Linked DNA regions of Mus musculus: regions 2 and 3 are each linked to region 1. A link is a contact called in public promoter capture Hi-C data. All regions are on one chromosome and are shown on one strand. The core of a region is the stretch at or near the end of the contact, and the rest is flanking DNA. Distances in the headings are between cores, read along the strand shown.

Evidence for each region. Promoter capture Hi-C pulls out the DNA fragments that hold promoters and counts their contacts.
Region 2: a promoter capture Hi-C map of liver shows a contact between it and region 1, with 2.2 times the contacts expected there. The contact joins the promoter of Lrmp here to the promoter of Sspn in region 1.
Region 3: a contact with region 1 is called in a promoter capture Hi-C map of liver, with 2.1 times the contacts expected there. The contact joins the promoter of Bcat1 here to the promoter of Sspn in region 1. A contact is called at or near these places in 2 of 39 promoter capture datasets (both in liver).

The regions. Positions count from the first base shown.
Region 1 is chr6:145,931,971-145,935,633 of GRCm38.p6, reverse strand. Sspn (sarcospan) reads right to left here and starts at 1,512. Exons shown (of 3, transcript NM_010656.3): 1 at 1,263-1,512. The coding sequence starts at 1,460.
Region 2 is chr6:145,119,759-145,123,427 of GRCm38.p6, reverse strand. It overlaps Lrmp (lymphoid-restricted membrane protein), which reads right to left and starts at 1,659. Exons shown (of 19, transcript NM_008511.4): 1 at 1,322-1,659.
Region 3 is chr6:145,073,955-145,077,548 of GRCm38.p6, reverse strand. Bcat1 (branched chain aminotransferase 1, cytosolic) reads left to right here and starts at 1,392. Exons shown (of 11, transcript NM_007532.5): 1 at 1,392-1,660. The coding sequence starts at 1,655.

The sequences.
Region 1 (3,663 bases), core at 263-2,762:
ATCGAGGCGACCAAAATATCCAGTATGTCTAAATGAGAGGTTATTTTTAAAATCATTTGACTTAGAAAACTCCAATCACGATAATTTCAAGGGAATTCTCAGTACACAAATTAAACATTTTAAATTACTCTGCAAAGATTTGTGAGTTTGAATAATCTTAATTTAAAAATATCTGCACCTATGAATATGCATCAGGTGTCTTCAGGTTCTGTCCCATACAAAATTATGTTGGGTTGTGTGTGTGTGTGTGTGTGTGTGTGTGTGTGTGGTCAGCAACAGTAAGGATAGAGGGGAGCTGGAAGGCCAAGGGGCCATGTTCATTTCTCCTGACTCTGCCACGTTTACCTTCTGGGCTTGAGGACGTCAGGTATCTTAATGGGCTTCCCCGTGTCCAGAGTGGAATAACAATCCCCACCGTTGCATGGGTCAAACGAGACAGCCTGAGAATTTAGCATTGGCTTTAGATAATAAGGTAAGTATTAGCATAGCCAGAATTCGGCTACAGAGAAGCCAGTCCTGCCTTTGCTTTCCCAGCTCATGACCTTGGGCGGGGCCAGCCTGGTTTCTCTAACTTGAGGACTGTCCCATAAGATGTGAAGTTACAAACACAGGGGAGATCTCTGGCAGAGCCGGCATACAGTAGGTATTCCGTACGCCGTATCTATTTTACTTTCAAGAACTCACACACCAACAGAGTACTGTGCATCTGGCATTAGTACAACCCCAAATGAACTCCACTGGAGCCAGCAAAGCTTCAGCCCACCTTACACTGTGTGGATTAAGCCTGTGCTTGCAGTCGTCTCCAGCCCTGCCTTAGGAAAGTGATTCATGACTCTTACAAGGGAACTGTAGTTTAACAAAGCCAGTGTGGCAACTCCAACTTAAGGTTTTCCTACCCTGCTTTTCCCAGGATGAACTTCATTCAGTGCTACTTATGCAGACGCACGTGGGGCCTGGGGAATGAGACAAGGACCAAGCCACACAGGGTGGGCCTGCAGTTATCTTTGAGGCTATGCGAGATGTCCACGGGGCCTCCCCTGTAGACTGAGTCAGAGCCCTGGGAGGAGCAAGAAGCCTCAGGCAGGCGAAAGCCAGAATCCTGCTCCCAGCCTTCCTCTGGGGAGCCCAAGTGTGCCCAAAGTCAATCTCCAAGCAGTTAGGGGTGCAGCCAGGGTGGGGGCGCATGCAGCTGGGTTAGTCTCCACTCCACCATGCGGCTCGCATGCCCGCTGGTGCTTAGGCCGAACAGACTTGATGCTTACAATGATCCCAGCCCAGAACGGAGTATCTCTGACTAGCAGGGAGGGGCTGATGCTCGCCATGAGGAAGCCCAGCACGGTCACCGCGATGCCCAACGCCAGCTGCAGCAGTGCCAGCAGCAGCGGGAAGCGGCAGCCACAGCAGGTCCGCGCCTCCTCCTCAGGCAGCTCCTGAGCCCTGGGGCTCGGCTTGCGCCCCATGTTCCCTCGGTGGTGCCTGCGCCTGGGCCTTGCTGCTGGGCCTGCCCAGTCTGCTGAGACTGGGCTGAGCAAAAGTGGAAAACACTGGCAGGAGGGGGACCCGAGGGGGGTCGCCAACTGCCAACGCACAGGGACCTGGCGCCCAGGGCCTGTGTGATGGGAATGCCAGCCTGCTTTACTTTTTTGTTTCCAGGAAGTACAAGACAAGGTGATGAATGCTTAAACCGCTTGTGTTTAATTAATAGATCACTGAATCCAAAATGGGCTCGGCTGCACTAAATAAAAGCTGTGGAGTCATTGACAAAAGTTAAATTGAGCTTTTTTTTTTTTTTTTTTTTTTAATGTAATCCAACCGACAAGGAAGAAAGGGAGGGAGAAAGAGAGGGAGCACTGGAGGAAAGGAGGGAGGGTGAGAGAAAGGAGCAAGGAGGGAGGGAGGGGGGAGGGAGGAAGGAAGAAGGAAGGAAGGAAAGAGAAAAACAAACAAAAAACCAGAAAAGAAAAATAAAAAACTTCTTTTCTTATTGAGGTACTCGCATTCAAAATAATTGTTCCTGGCCAGTGAGGTGACTGAGCTGGGAAAACCTGCTGACCTCATTTTGATTTCCAGGATCCACAGTGGAAGCTATCTATGACTCCTCAGAGATGAACCCTTGACCTCCACACGTGTGACTCTCAGACCATACACATGGCTGCACACAATAATAATTAATTAAAACTCAACAATGAAATAACTGTTTGTAGAGAGGCTGGGCTAATCATGACACCTCGCATGCTTGTTTGTCTTTAAAAGCCCTTTGTTCTCATTTATATCTTGCGACTGTCCCATGCAGCCCAGGCTGGGTTCAGACTTGCCGTGTATCCACAGAAGACCTTGACTTTTTAATCCTCCTGTCTCCACCTCCCAAGTGCTGGGATCACAAGTGTGCACCACCCTGTGTTTAAATAATAGTGTCTATGAGGCTCCCAGTGAGTCTTCACACTTGCTAAATGTCCAGGGGGTGTTGGCATGCTGGATAGAGATGGACAGTTGCACCCAGGCAACCTTTAAGGGCTACTTTTAGCACTTGCAATGTGCTAGGACAGGCAGCTATAGATCTGGTGCTCTCCAGGAGGCTCAGAAGAGATGGGTAAACCTGGTTATTTCCCGAAAGATGGTGAACTATGCCTGGGCAGGGCGAAGCCAGAGGAAACTCTGGTGGAGGTCCGTAGCGGTCCTGACGTGCAAATCGGTCGTCCGACCTGGGTATAGGGGCGAAAGACTAATCGAACCATCTAGTAGCTGGTTCCCTCCGAAGTTTCCCTCAGGATAGCTGGCGCTCTCGCTCTTTTCCCGACGTACGCAGTTTTATCCGGTAAAGCGAATGATTAGAGGTCTTGGGGCCGAAACGATCTCAACCTATTCTCAAACTTTAAATGGGTAAGGTTTTGTATACCTTCGTGCAGTACCATTTAGGACAAAGTACAGTGTGCAGCTACTAAGAAATAGTCCCAGTGGGGAGTGGTGGCTCACGCCTTTAATCCCAGCACTCGAGAGGCAGAGGCAGGCGGATTTCTGAGTTTGAGGCCAGTCTGGTTTACAAAGTGAGTTCCAGGATAGCCAGGGCTACACAGAGAAACCCTGTCTTGAAAAACCAAAAAAAAAAAAAAAAAAGTCCCAGTTCCATGGGGAGTTTAGACTTTCTTCTATGGTTATTTTAACATTTGGAAACTTTATTCAAAAGGAAATTATGTAGCCAAGATGTTAAGGGAGATAATAAAGGATGCCCAATCTTAGGTTGGGATCTCTGAATCTAACTTCCTGCTGTTCCCTCAGAATCTAAGCTAATTATTGTCTGCTGTGTACCTACAGAGGCACTTAAGGAGACTCAGCATTTGCCTTACATTTTTTTCTGTACACCAGTGAGAAAATTGCAGCGCACAGATTAAAGTCACTAAGTCAGAGGCAGAACAGAAAGCACACGTTCCGTTTCCACTCAGGATGGTGTGCTACACTCACGCGGGTTTCAGTGCAGCCCAGGAAGTCCACCATCCCTCGGTGGTGCAGTCCTAGGACTATGAGGAATTCCTGAAGGAACTGACAAAAGCTGGTATTCAAACAGAACATGACATGGACAGCCCGGCAGACATGAATCTAACAGAAATCAGTGAGCCAGCAGATTACCTGTAATTAGCTCTTTATCCATATTAACAGCACAGCTTC
Region 2 (3,669 bases), core at 410-2,909, 810 kb after region 1:
AGGCTGGGCTGGAGGACCATAACCAGCAAGGAACCCCACAATGGCCTTTGGGATGTGTCATAACTGTAGACACTCCTGCTCAGATGCCACAGGGAACCCTTGAGAAGGGGGACCCAAATTCTTACTTGCTCACAAAACACTGAGATGTAATATCAATTTCATCAAAAGACAGATGTAAGTGGCCGGTGGGTTAGTGCTCTGAGCATGGGCTCTGAAGCACCAAACTGGGCGCAGCTGCTTATCGGTGCCTCCACAGGGTAGCTCTTCTCACAAGAGACCCTTCTCCAAAGCCTCCTGAGCAATGACAACACTGTACCCTCCCTGATTTAAAGAACAGTTTTTATTGCTTTCTGAAACATTGAAAACCAGTGAGCTGTACAAACCAAGACAGTAACAATAAAATATTGAACAATGTTGCTATTCTAAAAGGAAGCAATTCCTTAAACGCCTCAGCCACTTCCTCAGGCCAACAGTGAAAAAGGTACAGAAATTCACAATAAACCCAGACCAAGCACCATTTGGGTCACGAGATAAATGAACTCTTATGTCTGGAAAAAAAAAATCTGTCCCACTAAATTAAGAAGTTCACTGAACAAAAGCAGCTGTCCGGTAAACGGCGAGGCACGCAAGCTTTACAATTTCCATTTCATCTTTGTAGAATAAAGCAGGTTTATAAATAGCCTGACATTTGTAATTTGACACTTGTCTTCTCACATTATTCTTGGTAAATGCTCATAATAGGCCTTTGGCTGGCACACAAAATTCTAAATACCCGTTTCAAAGGTAAAGTATATTTGAGCAGAGGAACGCACACAGTTTAACCCCAGCACTCTGGAGGCAGAAGCAGGTAGATCTCTGTGAGTTTGAGGTGAGCATAGTCTACAGAGAGTTTTAGGTCAGTCAGAACTACACAGTGAGACCCTGTCTCAAAAACAAAACTAAAGTGTGCATATATATCCATACATACACACACACATTTATATTAAGAACACATTAAAAATTTTAAAGCAAGTTTACATGTGTTTAATATTGATACACACTCTTGCACACAAGGGTAAGTTGCCTCTGAGCTAAGTAAGCCCCAGCTCTGTTTCATTTTAAACGGAAAGATAGCCATAGACAAATCTAGCAACAGCCTGGGGTGCGGGGAGCAGGGGAGGGGTCTATGGCCCTGGCCAGAGGCTGAGATCCCGGGAGCGAGAGCGAGCGATGCTAGCTAACCCTTCCACTGGCTAACCCAGCAGCTGGGATCCAGGAAAGCGGCAGAGGCTCTTCCTCCTCATCCTGGGCGACATGAACCAGAGTAGAATGAGCTACTTACACTGAACGCCCCTGGTCTTCAGCTCCTGAGTCTGAGTAGTGCTGGGGACTGTGATCTCCTTCTGGAATCGCTTCCTCTAGTTCTTGTAGCAGAGGCTTGCCTCATGCGCAGGCCCCATCCTGATCCCCCTGACCCATATGCACAGGTCAGCCTGGGTTTGAGCCGCGGGAAGGGCGCTGGATGCTTGTTCTTAGGCACAGGAAACTGGAAATATGCTTTTCTTCTCAGGGAAATGATAAGCGTAGGCTCAACTTCTGCAATTCTGTTTGCACGGGCGGGCGCAGCAGGCCCAGATCCTTCCACCCAGAGAGTCCCTAGAAGCAACTTAAGCTTTCTGTACTCCCCTCTTTCACCAGAAGGCTGTTAACACCGCCTCCTCTGCACCCCTGCACCCCTGCACCCTTGCGCCCTGCACTTCCTCTGCGCAGGCTAAAGGCCAGCCTCCTGGGACAATTGAATAGTTCCTTTTTTCCCCCTCCTCCATTTTTGCTTCACATTTTAAGGACATCTGAGGTGATATCCCTGAGTTTCATATTGCCAAGGCCTCCGGACCCCTGGCTCTATGTGCTCTCTGGCTATGGACCTTCTTCCTAGTGGGCACATCTTGCAGCCGCTTAGCAATGTCTAATGGTTTCTGAATGAAGTCGAAATTTTAAAAAAAGAAAGGGGGGGAGGGGGTGTGTGGAGGGAACGACAGAAACACCCTGAGCTTTCAGTGACACTTCAGTCACAAGTCACTCTGAGAAACTGTGAGGAACTCAAACTTCTTTAGAGAGGACCTGAAAAAATGAAAGCATTTAGAAATACAGGCTCTTGAGTAAAGCAACCCCAGAGCTCACAATCAACTCCACAGCTTCCTCGGGCTGTTTCGGATGAGCACGTGGCATGACTGGCTCCCCACGAGCTCGCTGTGACACCTGCGGCACACAAGTAGGATGTTCTACATTGGGAGCAGGGTGACAAGTTTAGTTTTTACACACCAACACGAGCTATTTAGAGGAAAGTGGGTGCGGAGGGAAATGCGTCTTTGTTTCGTTAACCTTTCTCCTTTGGACTGTCAATCATAGGAAACGGGCAGAGCTTTAGTACCGGAAGTATCTCCCCCAACACAGCTGGAAACTCACTGGATATTCCCACTGTGAACTCAGAGGTCATTCTCTACCTCTTATCTCCCACCACAAATGTCCTTGAGCCTTTAGCACTTCTCATTTGGCTCCCACTCTCCGCTAGCCAGCAAGACTAATCTGTGGCGTACTGATGACTCAGTGGTTACCAGGAACTGCTTGAGTACAAACCTTAACCCACTGGGCCCACCCATTTTGAATTAGGATCAAAGTGGGGGGGGGGGGTAGAGGGAAGACAGCCATCAGTCCCAGGCTCCTTGCAGTTAAAGCCTAACTGTGTGCCTGCATAAAACAGCACTGCTTATAACATCAGAAGCAAGAAGGACCACGGCCCTTTCAGCATCGTTTTGTATATAGAGGCATTCCCCAAAGCTGCTTGCGCGACCGCCTACAGTCGCTTATGCTCTGTAATGGCGCTAAAACAATATGAACAATGTATATTGAAATCTACACTCTTAAATATTTATAGTTCTTACTAAAAGAGGTAATGCTCTTTTGAGATAGGATCTCATATACCCCAGGCTGGTCTCTAATTTTCTATGTAGCTGAGAACTTCTGGTCCTCCTTCCTCTACCTCCCTAGAGTTGGAATTACACACATCCACCACCTAGAGCAGCTTGTGCTCTCATGCTAATTTATGTTACCCAAAAACCTGTTTGCAGTGTCCTGCATGTAGGCTAAAGGAAGCCTACCCCCAGCTGGCTCTGATTGGAAAATAAAGTTGCCAGTGGCCAATGACTGGGCAAGGAGACAGAGGCGGGACTTTTAGAATTCCAGAGTAAGAGAGGAGGAGGAAGAAGGGATCCCACCATGAGAAGGGCATAGGACAGACTATGCCAGGAAGGAGCAGGGGGGAGAGCAGGCTGAAATGTAGGTACGAGGGGGAAAGCAGCCCCAGAAGGGCTGCCCAGAAGGGTCTTGGACAGCAAAGATAAAATATATATTTAGTAAGTGTTAACTCAGGAATATCAGAAGGGAGTGTATGCTAGCTTCGGGGCAGTTTAAGTGCCATTTATCTAGGTAAGGTATATTAAAAATAAACCAACGTGAGCAAAAAGCTAACGCGAACCTACCAGGAGTATAAAGCAGAATTTTAACTATTTGCTGAGACAACCACTAAGTCTAATTTATTCAGTACAAAGACTGGACTTGAACCCAGGGCTTTGAGCATGCTAAGCTGGCATTGCTGCCAGCCAAACTGTCTACAGCCCAGTTCTATGCTCG
Region 3 (3,594 bases), core at 143-2,642, 860 kb after region 1:
TGGTATGTGTGTGGTGCACATGTGTTGTGTGTGTGTGTGTTGCTTCAGACTCGAGTTGCTGGGACTACAGGCAGGCAGCTCAACGCCTTGCTTCATTTCCTCTTACTGTGGATCAGTGCTCCATCGTATGAACAATAACCCAGGATGTCTACACTCACCACTTAAAGCCCACAGCGCTGCTTGAGTTAAAACCGATCTGGACTACAGTCTTCTGAAGGGAAGAAGTTGTTGCTGTTGTGCTGGGTGCAAAGATAACTCAGTACATTTGTCAGGATAATTCAGCTATTCATTGTTCACCTGGGCAGTTTCATTCCAAGCAGCAGAAAAGAAAAACAAGGGCTGCAGAGATGGCTCAGCAGTTAAGAGCACTGACTGCTCTCTCAGAGGTCCTGAGTTCAATTCCCAGCAACCACACGGTGGCTCACAACCATCTATGATGGGATCTGATGTCCTCTTCTGGTGCATCTGAAGACAGTGATGGTGAACTCACACATAAATAAGTCAGAAAAGAAAAATGAGAAGAAAGAAAACATTTTTAAAAAAATAAATAGGGCTGGCGAAATGGCTCAGTGGTTAAGAGTGCTGACTGCTCTTCCGAAGGTCCCGAGTTCAAATCCCAGCAACCACATGGTGCCTCACAACCATTCGTAACAAAATCTGATGCACTCTTCTGGAATATCTGAGGACAGCTACAGTGTACTTACATATAATAAATAAATCTAAAACAAACAAACAAACAAACAAAGGATACAGGCAAAACATGGTCGGGGAAAAGCCTATTCTCTCCTAGGGAGTTAAGAATGAAAATTTCACAGCAAAGCCTTCTGCTTAGATTTACTAAAAAGAAAGTTTTCAGATTTTCAGAGAGATCCTCTCCTCAACTGAAATCCCATCGGTGGGAGCCTTGCCTGAGGCTTGTGTGGACGCAGGAAGGAAGTTATCAGGTGGTGAGGACCATTTCACATTAAATTACTTCTGTATGTGCACATCAAAGGATGCAAACTAAGAGACGACTACAGAGCGTAGACCACAGACTGAGAGTGAGAGTTCCATCCAGGGCTCAGATGGTGGAAGGAGAGAACCGGCTCCTGCCAGTTGGCCCTTATCCACCACTGTCCCTGTCCATCTAGCCACCCGCTCCTATTCAAAATCTATTATATTTATTTAAATGTTATAAAAATTAGAGAGAAAAGGAGTTGGTAAGAGTGGTTGTATTTGAGAGTTGTCTGTGGGGTGTGGAGCGTGAGAGCGAGACGGAAAAACCCAAACTCTTCTTTATTATCCAAAATATACCTTAAAACTTCCCAGTTCTGAGACTAGATCCTAGTACAGCGTATGATTGGGGGAGGGACTGGGGAGGTAGCAAATGAATCAAAGACGCTTTCAGATTTGTCCTCCTCTGCTACCTCCCCTCCTGCGATACAAATCACTGGAGGGGATCAGTGTCTCCACCCTGGAGTGAGCCAGAGGTCGGACTGTAGCTCGCGGCTGAGCCAGTCGCTGCTGATGCAATCCGCAGCGGAGCGCGCCCAGCTCTCCATCTTCCGCGCTTGCCGACCGACCCTGAGCGCCACGTGTCACTGCACAGCCGCCTCCTCCAGAGGAGACTCACATTTGCACCCAGGAGCCGGAGCCACGACCCAAGCCACGAGAAATGAAGGTAAGCGTATTGCTGAAGTTCATGCTGGAATGCAGCTACTCACCCACCCGGAATATCTCGGACACTGGGTGGAGAGAGGAGGATGGAAGGACCAACTTGCTTTGTCCCCCGTCCTGGGCTACTAAGCGTGGGGATCTGGCCTCGTATCCACCCGCAGATGCTCCCGCTCCGGTTCTTGTCCTGGTTCTGTAAATGCGGTACCCAGATTTAGAGGATGCCACAGCGCCTCTCCTACATGCTCCCTAGGCGGGAAGAAGGACCGTATCGTTGCGTTTGAGCTGCCCAGAGATAGGGTTTGGCGAGGATGCTCGGACGCTCTTCTGGGTAGTTGTAATAGAAGGGGGAGGAGGACCCTCTTATCTGCCGAAAGCAGATCGCTTGTCTTTTAAGGTCCAGGTTCCAAGTGGAAGCTTCCGAGTTACGGACCACTCGAGCTTCAGGACCAGAGAGTGCAGGCGGTGAACTCTAATTATCATCTGAGATAGCTAGCCCAGAGGCCAGCCTGAGGCGTTTTAAGATATTTTCCAGAGCCAGAGCTCTGGCTGTCTGAAAAACTGCCAGATCTGAAAAGTTTCCTTTCCGAAGGGAAATGATGCTCTGTCGGCTGTGCAGTCACCTAGTCTCCCGCAAGGAATATTCGAGTAATAAAACGTGGGTTTCGGGGAGCTACAGAGCGGAGCCACGTTTCAGTTTCTGAGGAGGCGGAGGAAGTTAGACACTCAGACTGCTCAAGCCTAGCTGGAGGGAATCCACACGTCACGTCTCCATCCCCACTGTGCCGCCCTCGCTCCTAGCCCTGACAGATAGATAGATAGATAGATACCCTTTCTCTTTTTCTCTCTCTTTTTCTCTTTTCCTTTTTCTCGTTTTCTCATTTTCTCGTTTTCTAATTTTCTCGTTTTCTCTTCTCATCTCTCTCTCCTCTCCTTGCCTCCCCTCTCTTCTCTCCTTTTCTTTACATTCTTTACCTTATCTCACTAAATCATATGCCTTTATAATTTTATCCACATGCATTTAATGTATTCACTATCTCTCTTAATCATTTGTTCATTCTGTATATATCTACCTTAAAATATAAGTTCCTAGACTCCATAGATGGGCAGTCTGTGTATAGGGAAAAGCTGGAAGCCACAAGCCAGCTGAGCAAGGGGTTTAAATTCCCCAGCTGTGGTCCCCTTGGCAAGGCTCAAATCTGTATAACTAATGAAGGGGGCTAAGCCAAGATGGCTACTTACTGCCTTGTTGGGAGAGAGTGGTGCAGGGGTGAGTGGTGTGTTTCATCTTAATTTGCTTTCTGAGTCAGAGACAAATGATGGAAAGTTTTTTTCTTTGTCTTTTTCTTTTTTTTCTTAAATGTCTCTGAGGGCCAGGCTTAACACATACCTGTAGTCCCAGTGCTTGTGGGGTAGAGAGAGAAGAATCAAGAGTTCAGGGCTATCCTTGGCAGCAGCCCCTAGCCACCTTAGGCTGCAGGGGACCCTGGGGTGGGGGTGGGGGAGTTGCGGGGGAAAGTCTGTAAGAATTATTTTCAGCTCATTGGATCCTGATGTTTTATATTTGAAATGGGTTGGAACTTTTTGGAAGGAAGTTAAAAACTTGATAAAGCTTTCTGGTGTACCTGTGATGTTGCAGGATATTTGATCACACTGTGAACCCTGAGTCTGTGTTACAGTGTGGCTCTGCCCTTAGGCTCTGCCCTTAGCACACACCTTTAATCTCTCCTGAACAATGAAGGTGAAGTTAGTTTGTAGAAAGAAACACCCGCCGGGCGTGGTGGCTCACGCCTTTAATCCCAGCACTCGGGAGGCAGGGGCAGGCGGATTTCTGGGTTCGAGACTAGCCTGGTAAAAAAGAAACACCCATGTTTGAAAGTGCTGTCTAATAGAGTGGCAGACAAAGCGACCAACCAGAGAAAGATGTGACAGGCTAGGGTA